Linked DNA regions of Mus musculus: regions 2 and 3 are each linked to region 1. A link is a contact called in public HiChIP or PLAC-seq and promoter capture Hi-C data. All regions are on one chromosome and are shown on one strand. Each heading gives the region's core, a stretch centred on a gene start, on an enhancer-like site or on the middle of the called end of the contact. The rest is flanking DNA. Distances are from core to core; before and after follow the strand shown.

Region 1 (2,700 bases), core at 61-2,560:
CCATAAAATCCAGAACAAGATCAGAAAACCCTCTCCCAAAGAACAGCCTGGAGATAACCACAAAAATAGGAAAATATCTGATCTCAGAATGGGCCATTTGCACTGGTCAGCCCTATTTCATCACACGATTGAATGCTCATGACATGGGAATGTAGACTTCTGATCACCTATGACCCCCCCCACCCCCACCCCCAGCACCTACCAATGAAATTTTAGATCACCTAATCCTTCTAGAGAGTTCCCTCAGTTCTCTATAAGAAGGCCTGCATGCGTTTATCTGGGGTCACCATTTCAAAGAATGGTTGGCCCCTGCATGCTGGTGTTTCTGCAGAATAAATGCTCTTTGTTTTTGTATACTCTCTGAGCCTGGGGTCTTCTTTCAGTGATTTTTGGACCCTTACAACTGGAGTGGCCAGGAATTGCTTAATCGAGGATGAAATCTAATCTGCTATTCTTTAGTGATCATGTGAACATAGCCTTGCCAAGAACATTTTGTCTCTTTCATTCAGAGGTATATTCTAAGTGTGTAGAACAGGACTGAGTACATGCTAAGCGATTCAGAGGCTGGGCATGGTATTATACACCTTTGGTTCCAGCACTAAGGAGTCAGAGGTAGGTGGATCTCTGGGAGTTTGAAGCCAATTTGTCTACACAGTGAGTTTCAGGACAGCTAGACCTAATGGTGAGACCCTGTCTCAGAAAAACAAAACAAAATGTCTAGCGAATTCAGTATCTGGCGGATCATCTGTACACATATGGAAAATATGTAGGTATAAAAACTAAATAATGCAATGTAATATGGCATAAAGTGATATTACTATGAGATATCCCAGGTCTATTTTCCTTATATGCCTTAGTTTCAGTGTCAAGTTTTTTTGGTGCTCAATATTTTTTTCTCTCAATATTTATAAAAATCACATTGTCAAACTGGAAACATGCTTTTAAGTTTAAAAAACTAAAAAGTTGGTTTTAAGTGTGTTCTGACTTATGCTCTCTGGCTTCTGAAAAATTCCTTTTCTTGTCTATACAGCATTATCCTGAGACAGACACAGAATGGGTGGATGTAAGTGCATGTAGGGCACTGCCTAGCACACAGTAGGCACTCAATAAATGATAGTTCTACAGGAAACATTACTAACAGCTGAGATTATGGTTACTTCGGAGAGAATAATCGAGCTGATATTCTACCTTCAGGGACAGAAAGGGGTGAAGAGCAGGCTCTACCTCCCTTCTTAGGACACAACATCTGGGGCTGGAAAGACTCATAATTCAAGCAAAATTAAGTTTCCAGCCACACCTGCCTTCGGCGTCGTTTCCGCCTCCGAAGAGCCCGCGGAGGCGATGTCCCTGTCAGGCGGAGTGCACGCCTGCAAGCCTCACGGGAATCTCGGAGTCGCTCCACGGTGGCGCTTGCCACAGCCTTCCCCACCCACTCCTTAGTAACCGCGAGGATGTGGCTAGCAACGGAGGCGGCAACCGGCGACGGCAGATTCTAACTACAAGTCCCGTCAAGCCCCGCGGCCTCTTTCAGCCCTCATCAGCACACCAGACTACGGATCCCGATGGGCTCTGCGCTGCCTATCACATGAGCAGCTTCAGCCAATCGGCTTCGGACAAGTCGTATGGGAGGGAGACACGGAGGGAGACAAGATGGCAGCGTCGGCGTCGCAGGGTGGGAGAAGCGGCGGTGGCGGAGGCAGTAGTGGGGCTGGCGGCGGCCCCAGCTGCGGGACAAGCAGCAGCCGCAGTGGTTTGTTGGATAAGGTGAGGAGCTTAGTCCTGGGGACAATCTAGAGCCCGGGGAATGCCCAGGAGCTGGTGAGCCCAGCTTCCCATCCCCACCCCCTTATTTTCTGTGGCTCCTTGAGCGCTCCTCCGTAGCACACGAACGCACACTTGTAACTTGCCCTCTCTACACGTTGGAAAACAATCCTTCCCTTTAGTCGTCTCTTTAAGCAAGTGCTGCTGGTCCCTAACCGCCACCGCAGCTTCTCGTAATTATGGCAATATTTCACCATAATGATCACGTTTCTATTGTGCTAGGAGGGCCACTCTTGAAAATGCCCATAACATCAACGTGGAAAATGGAACTTCTAAAGAAATTGAAAGAATCTCCTCGAAGTCAGTATTCCCCAAACCCTTCCACCATCATCCTCGCGTGTTGCTACAGAGCCCAAAGAGTTCCTTGGCCTTTAAAGTTTTTAAGGGTTTTTTTTTTTTTTTTGGTTTCTTTTAATTTTTTCATGATATGTCAAATAATGAAATATTCGTATGTTGACTTCCCTTGCTGGTCTGATAGGAAGCCTTAAGATTCTTTGTCCCTCTTGGGTTCCCTGCCTTTCTCTTCCCCTGCGTGGCCTTTTCTGTCTGTACCAGCTGACTGCTTTCCACTCTGCCTACACAATTTCTAAAGAATTTCACGTCCTTGTCCATAAGGGCTTAAAGGAAAGAGTCAGGGGAGGAACGCTGCTCCTGGATTGACCATCTTGCCCCTTGCACAGCAACTTGCAAGAGACAGTTGCCTGAAAAACGGGCCTGGCATTAGTTTTGCCTCTAGCTCTGTGTCCTAAAATGTGCCTGTTCTCCTTATTGCCTTCCTTATTCTGTAGAATGAGGGGTTTAGTCCAGCATACCTTCTGGCCCCCTTCCAGGGTTGTCCTTCCCAGCTGATGTGATGAGGGTGAAGCATGGTGCTTTCAT
Region 2 (2,700 bases), core at 116-2,615, 230 kb after region 1:
TGGAACTGCTGTGTGCAAGCCTCCCGTGCACATGCATGCACATCCAAGTAAGAATAAATTTGATAGACCACACATGGGCATGTGTAAGTCTGTTTGTGTAAAGTTTGCCTTTTTGTGTAGAGGCACACGTGTGTAAACTCAGGTGGCCATGTATACAGACATGTCCAGCTCTAAAAGCTACTACTGTCATCTGCTAGCATCTGGAGGTTATCATGGAGACAGGACTAGGTCAATATGAGCTGAGGGAGTCCAGCAAGATCACCAGCCTGGTCCTTAGTGTTGGTATTTGCCTGAGACCCAGGGAATGCAGGATATGCCTCAGAAAGTGGTTTCAATTTGCTGGTCGATCTTCTAAATGCAACTTCAGGGAAGAAACCAACCAGTAGTCTTCAGTTCAGGAGAAAGAGACTGACTGATGCTTATGGGGAGGAGGGGAGCCTCTATCCCAACCAGCTCTGCCAAGTAAGATACTCGAATGGCCTGCAGATCAAATGTCAGCTTCTCCAACCTGAATAATTCATGCCAAGACCAGGAATGCTCCCTCCTCTGGAGTCTGTCTCTTTAAATCAGGTCTTGAGCTTCTCAATTCTGGAGGAAAAAAAAAGTAAATAAGTAAAACCCAGAAAGAAAGAAAAACAAAACAAAACAAAACAAGCCTATTAACAGCTCAGCCCCCACCTCAGCCCTGGATTTTACCACACCCCCACCCTCCACTACAAAATCAGTTCCTGATTTTCCTGCTCCTAGAGCCCTCTCCCCAACCGGCACACCACTCAATATTGACTGGTAGGGCAATTTGGAGGGGAAGGGGCACAGTATCCTGGCAGTACTCAGTGCTGGGGCGGGGTGGGCAAGCAAAGAGCTGAATCACTCCACCCACCGCTCCCTGAGCCTAGGAGGGGCCCAGCCTGAAAGGTGGAACCAATGGGAGTGGTCTTGGCAGAGGCAGAGCAGCCTGAATTAGGGCGCGGGAGATGTGGGGACAGAGGGTGTTTTAGAACATAGAAGAGGGTCGATAAAAGACTGGACACACAGGACCTGCAGAGTTTTAGACACAGCCTAAGGGAACTGGGTTCGCAAAGGAGACATCCAAGGCTAGGGATTTTCCAGGCTCGCTCCCTTAGCACAGCTCCTTTCCTTGACTACAAGAAGAGTAACTTTGTCAGCCCACCCCTCAGCCCTGCCTCCTTTTCTAGGGACAGCTCTAAACTCTCCCACCTTCTCTGGGTGCACAGATCCACCTGCCAGGTCAGCCCTGAGGGCCCCGCCCCACGTGTGCTTCGGAGGGAGGAGGAAAGAAGCTGCCTAAACGAAGGGGGTGGGGAAAGAAGCAAGTCAGAGCTTGGGGAGCCAAACTTCTCAGCAGCTCGTGAACTAGAGAGCAGGGGAGCAAGAGAGCGCAGCGGCCCTAAGCCTGCATCTCCGGAGCCTCCCACCCCGCCTCCCTTGCGAGGAGGTGCGGAGACTCCGCTGGGGGCGGAGGAGGCGGCCAGGAGGCGGGGAGGGGGAGGCAAACCCTGCCCACTCGGCTCGGAGCCCGGAACAGCCGCGGAAGTCGGAGGCCGGAGCGCAGGGCGACGAGGGCAGCGAGGGCGGGGGGCTCCGCTCCCCGCCTGACCCCTGTAGCCCCCAGCCATCAAAGTGAAGGCTCCTCGGACTTTACAAGCTGGAGGACGGACCGGTCGGAACTGTCAGCTGCTCCGGGTCAAGGTCTAGCCCACAGCCACCTTCCCGTGCCACCCCCATCCCATCATCTCCAAACGCTCCCAATTCACTGGTGAGCGCTGCGGGCCGGGGGCTGGATGCGGGGACGGCCGCGATGGCCCCGCGCGCGGGACAGCGGGGGCTCTGGAGCCCGCTGCCAGGGCTGCTGCTCTTGGCGGCGGCGCTGAGCCGGCCCGCCGCGCCCTGTCCCTTCCAGTGTTACTGCTTCGGCAGCCCCCGGTTAATGTTGCGCTGCGCGTCGGGCGCGGAGCTCCGGCAGCCGCCCCGGGACGTGCCACCCGACGCGCGCAACCTCACCATCGTGGGCGCCAACCTGACCGTGCTGCGCGCCGCAGCCTTCGCGGGAGGGGGCGAGGGGGCGACGGACGGCGTGCGCCTACCGCTCCTTACCGCGCTGCGCCTCACACACAACAACATCGAGGTAGTAGAGGACGGTGCCTTCGACGGGTTGCCCAGCCTGGCGGCACTCGACCTAAGCCACAACCCGCTACGCGCCCTGGGCTACCGCGCCTTTCGCGGGCTGCCTGCGCTGCGCTCACTACAGCTCAATCACGCGCTGGCTCGAGGCAGCCCCGGGATGCTGGATGCACTGGACGCCGCTCTGGCCCCCCTGGCCGAGCTTCGCCTGCTGGGCTTGGTAGGCAACGCGCTGAGCCGCCTGCCACTCGCCGCGCTGCGCCTGCCCCGCCTGGAGCAGCTGGATGCGCGTGTCAACGCGCTGGCCGGCCTGGGCCCGGACGAGCTGAGCGCGCTTGAGCGCGATGGCGACCTGCCCCAGCCGCGCCTGCTGCTGGCGGACAACCCACTGAGCTGTGGGTGCACCTCGCGCCCCCTGCTGGCCTGGCTGCACAACGCCACCGAGCGCGTACCCGACGCGCGCCGCCTGCGCTGCGCTTCCCCGCGCGTACTGTTGGACCGGCCTCTGATAGACCTGGACGAGGCGCGACTAGGTTGCTCCGACGGCGATGCACACGA
Region 3 (2,806 bases), core at 170-2,669, 260 kb after region 1:
AGTTAAAAGCAGTTACTCTGGAGAAAGTAGGAATGGGGGGAGGGCTGGAGACTCACCCTCCTCTCCCCTTTCCTCAGTTTCCCCTGGCAGCAGCCCCCAGCCAGGCTGTGTGGAACACTGAGAGGTGTGCCTGGTCTGCAGACAGTGGGTCCCAGGGACCTGTGCTTCAACTTTGACCTCCCTTTAGGGGTAACAAGTTGGTGATATTGAGGGAGGTGCTAGTGTGCATGGATTGGGGTGGCCAAGATGTGGATCTGCCCCCATCACTAGGCTGCTTCAGGCCAGGAGCGGGGAGGGCAGAAGTTATGGAGCTGCCTGGACCAGGCCCAAGACAGGCTGTTCGGATAAAAATCAGAGAAGTCTCATTTGGTCCTTAAGTTTAAAAAGAGTAAATATCAGAAGAGACACAAGTTTGTGTCCTGGGAGATAAAGGCTGGAGACCAGCCCTTCACTGAGGGTTGGGAGCCACACATACAGGCCTTAGCCATTGGTGGGAAGGAGCTGCCCCAGGACATGAAGCGTCTGTGAGTGGGTCAGCTAGGGCTCAGCTCTCAGTGCAAGAGGGCTGGACATTGCCAAAGGTCTCCAAGGAGCTGTGGTGGTTCTTCTGACCCAAGATGGGACCGTATACTTAGAAGAGGCAACAGCTATTTCCTCTTGCCCTCGGATGTCTTGGGTGATCACAGTACTGAGCTCAGCTCCCTGACCTGTGGTCAGAGCCCAGTTTTCCTCACTTCTGTGGGCTTCTGGGAGGTGAGTCGAGGCTCAAATGCTCCTCCCTGCCCCCCAGTCACTGACAACATCCAAGCCTTCCGTGTCCTGGTTGCCACGGGACCCATCCTAGGACAATAGCACCTACACTTCTTCCCCAGTGTGATCAGCAAAGCCACAAAGCCACGATGATAATCATGGCTGATATCTAACCTGGGACACAGGGACAAAGACTGGTAAACAGAGGGCTCATTCCACAGCAAGCTTCCTGTGTGACCTCGGGCCTCCTCCCTGCAGCAACAGGGCCACACCTGTGCAGCCAGTTGGCCTACATCTCACTTCAAACCCACAGCAAGCCCTCAAATAAAGCAGACAAAGGCTATTGTTCCAGTGAGGAGAGACTGAGAGGTGGCCTTGGGGACTTTCAGGACTTTCACTGCATCAGATGGGAATCAGCTACCCTCCAGGGGGATGCCAGTTGCGCTTTGAAGCTGAAGTGGCCATGGGGTCCAGCCAAGCATCTCAATTCTTATGTTTCTAGGAGACAAATTCTTCTCTTGGCTGGGGTACTGGGCAAGTCCAGTCGTCCTCAATTGATGAGCTTTTACAAAGCATGCTCTTCTTGCCCAGATTGGCATTAACATGTGCCCTTTGGTCTACTGGAAAGTCCCAATGTGGGCTGTTTGGTGGCCCAAGTCCCAATCTGTCAGCACAAGAAAACCCAATCTCACTGGATGGTGCCTGGAAACCTCCGCCTCCAGTTTCACTCCCAAGTGCTGCCTGGCCAGGAAAACTCCAGAACAAAAAAGAGCCCTACAGAGAAGTACTGGGTTATGTCATGTGATGGGGGTGGGGCACGACAAGAAAAGAAGAGGCCAAAGAAATACGTGAGCCTGTGTATCTCACCCAGTATGGCAGCATAAGACTGTGGAGTAGGGACAAATGACACCAAATTCCAGCCCCTTACAGTGTCATTTCCAGGGTTTGAATCCACCTAGGAAGGACACTGTATTCAAACTCACATCAAGGCACTGTGTGGACTAGCTGTAGCCAGAACCGTCAATGCGGTCTTCTAGATTTCCCCTGGCCAGAAGGTTTCTAGAGACAGGGATTCTAGGGTGAGATCCATCTTAGTAGTATACAGCATAAAAGAACAAAGCTATCATCAAAGGATGGTTTGGCTAGACTCTAACTTGATCATTGCCCTTATGCAGGCGTAGCTCAAAACACAAAGAGGCAGCCAGGGCTCTGATGCTCCCCTGCAGGTAGATCTGTGGGATAAACGGAAAGAATGTGGATGCTGACGTGTAGGAAGCCTGAGAAACCAGATTGGGAGACCTTTTGCTCGTATCAGTTAAGGATGGGGGACAGGAGAGGTTAGTCCAAATGCTAAAGGGTCTGGTATCAGCTCCAGAGGTTTTAATGGAAGCCAGTTGGAGGGCACATGCTTGCCTTACACTGTTCAAGGTTTTAATCAATTCTATAGGTGCAAAAGTATCCAGCTAGCTCTGGCAGGGGCTAGATGTCAGGGGAGCTTGCAGTTATGATCTGAGCTGGCCAGGCAATGTGGCTGCCCCAAGACGGCTGTCCTAACCTGGGAAGAGGTTCCTTGAGTTGACTGCTTATGAAATGTAGGAGGTTCAGAGCAGTGGGCCTGGACCATCTCACCAGAAGAAATAACAACAAACACTGGGCATGATGGACTAAGAATGGCTGGGATCTAATCTGTACAATAAAGCATGGCGCCAGCAGTGGCAGGGGCATGCCTGCAATCCCAGCACTTGAAACAATAGGATCAGGAATTCAAAGTCATTCGCGGCTATGTAGTGAATTCATGGCTAGCCTACACCTCATGATACGCTGTCTCAAAACCAAACACAAGCTGTGGCCTCCCTTCTCCGGCAAGTGTGGAACTAAGAGAGAGGAACAGAAACGGAGATGAGATCCTCTTGCCCTAACAAGCAATTATGTTTGATAAACCCAAGGTTGTTCCCACACTTCTCATGCAAGTCTCCACACACAGAAGCTCTGGGATAGAGAAGTCCACAAAAGCTCTGGCCACAACCTGATATCAGATAAGCTGACTAGGTCCAAG

What was found. HiChIP or PLAC-seq counts read pairs in DNA pulled down with a chosen protein or histone mark. Capture Hi-C pulls out chosen DNA fragments and counts their contacts.
Region 2: a contact with region 1 is called in a promoter capture Hi-C map of adipose tissue. The contact joins the promoter of Tpbgl here to the promoter of Xrra1 in region 1. A contact is called at or near these places in 8 of 39 promoter capture datasets (the C10 cell line, Sertoli cells, cranial neural crest and 5 more), 7 of 484 Hi-C or Micro-C datasets (bone marrow-derived macrophages, dorsal root ganglion neurons, embryonic stem cells and 2 more), 31 of 115 datasets of contacts at active chromatin or transcription factors (VIP interneurons, acute myeloid leukemia, astrocytes and 19 more) and 4 of 9 other capture datasets (adipose tissue, embryonic stem cells, liver and 1 more).
Region 3: a contact with region 1 is called in an H3K27ac HiChIP or PLAC-seq map of T-cell acute lymphoblastic leukemia, with 7 times the contacts expected there. The contact joins the enhancer-like site here to the promoter of Xrra1 in region 1. A contact is called at or near these places in 4 of 39 promoter capture datasets (the 3T3-L1 cell line, the C10 cell line, liver and 1 more), 6 of 15 datasets of contacts at CTCF or cohesin (CD8 T cells, the NIH/3T3 cell line, embryonic stem cells and 3 more), 114 of 484 Hi-C or Micro-C datasets (the 63-12 cell line, the AML12 cell line, the Ba/F3 cell line and 70 more), 30 of 115 datasets of contacts at active chromatin or transcription factors (the NIH/3T3 cell line, PVALB interneurons, SST interneurons and 21 more) and 4 of 9 other capture datasets (adipose tissue, embryonic tail, liver and 1 more).

What each region holds. Positions count from the first base shown.
Region 1 is chr7:99,857,828-99,860,527 of GRCm38.p6, reverse strand. Xrra1 (X-ray radiation resistance associated 1) reads right to left here and starts at 1,310. Exons shown (of 19, transcript NM_001164258.1): 1 at 1,298-1,310. It overlaps Spcs2 (signal peptidase complex subunit 2 homolog (S. cerevisiae)), which reads left to right and starts at 1,645. Exons shown (of 5, transcript NM_025668.3): 1 at 1,645-1,764. The coding sequence starts at 1,651.
Region 2 is chr7:99,625,768-99,628,467 of GRCm38.p6, reverse strand. Tpbgl (trophoblast glycoprotein-like) reads left to right here and starts at 1,365. Exons shown (of 1, transcript NM_001195529.1): 1 at 1,365-2,700. The coding sequence starts at 1,820.
Region 3 is chr7:99,602,659-99,605,464 of GRCm38.p6, reverse strand. It overlaps Arrb1 (arrestin, beta 1), which reads right to left. Exons shown (of 16, transcript NM_177231.2): 16 at 1-2,806. Among named protein-coding and RNA genes, the nearest start is that of Tpbgl, 23 kb to the left of the region's middle. Within about 2 kb of position 1,419, at least 15 of the 459 cell types and tissues checked have an H3K27ac peak or open chromatin away from gene starts, as enhancers often do. A contact at or near this core is called in CD8 T cells, DN2 thymocytes, LSK cells and 3 more, where this site is marked.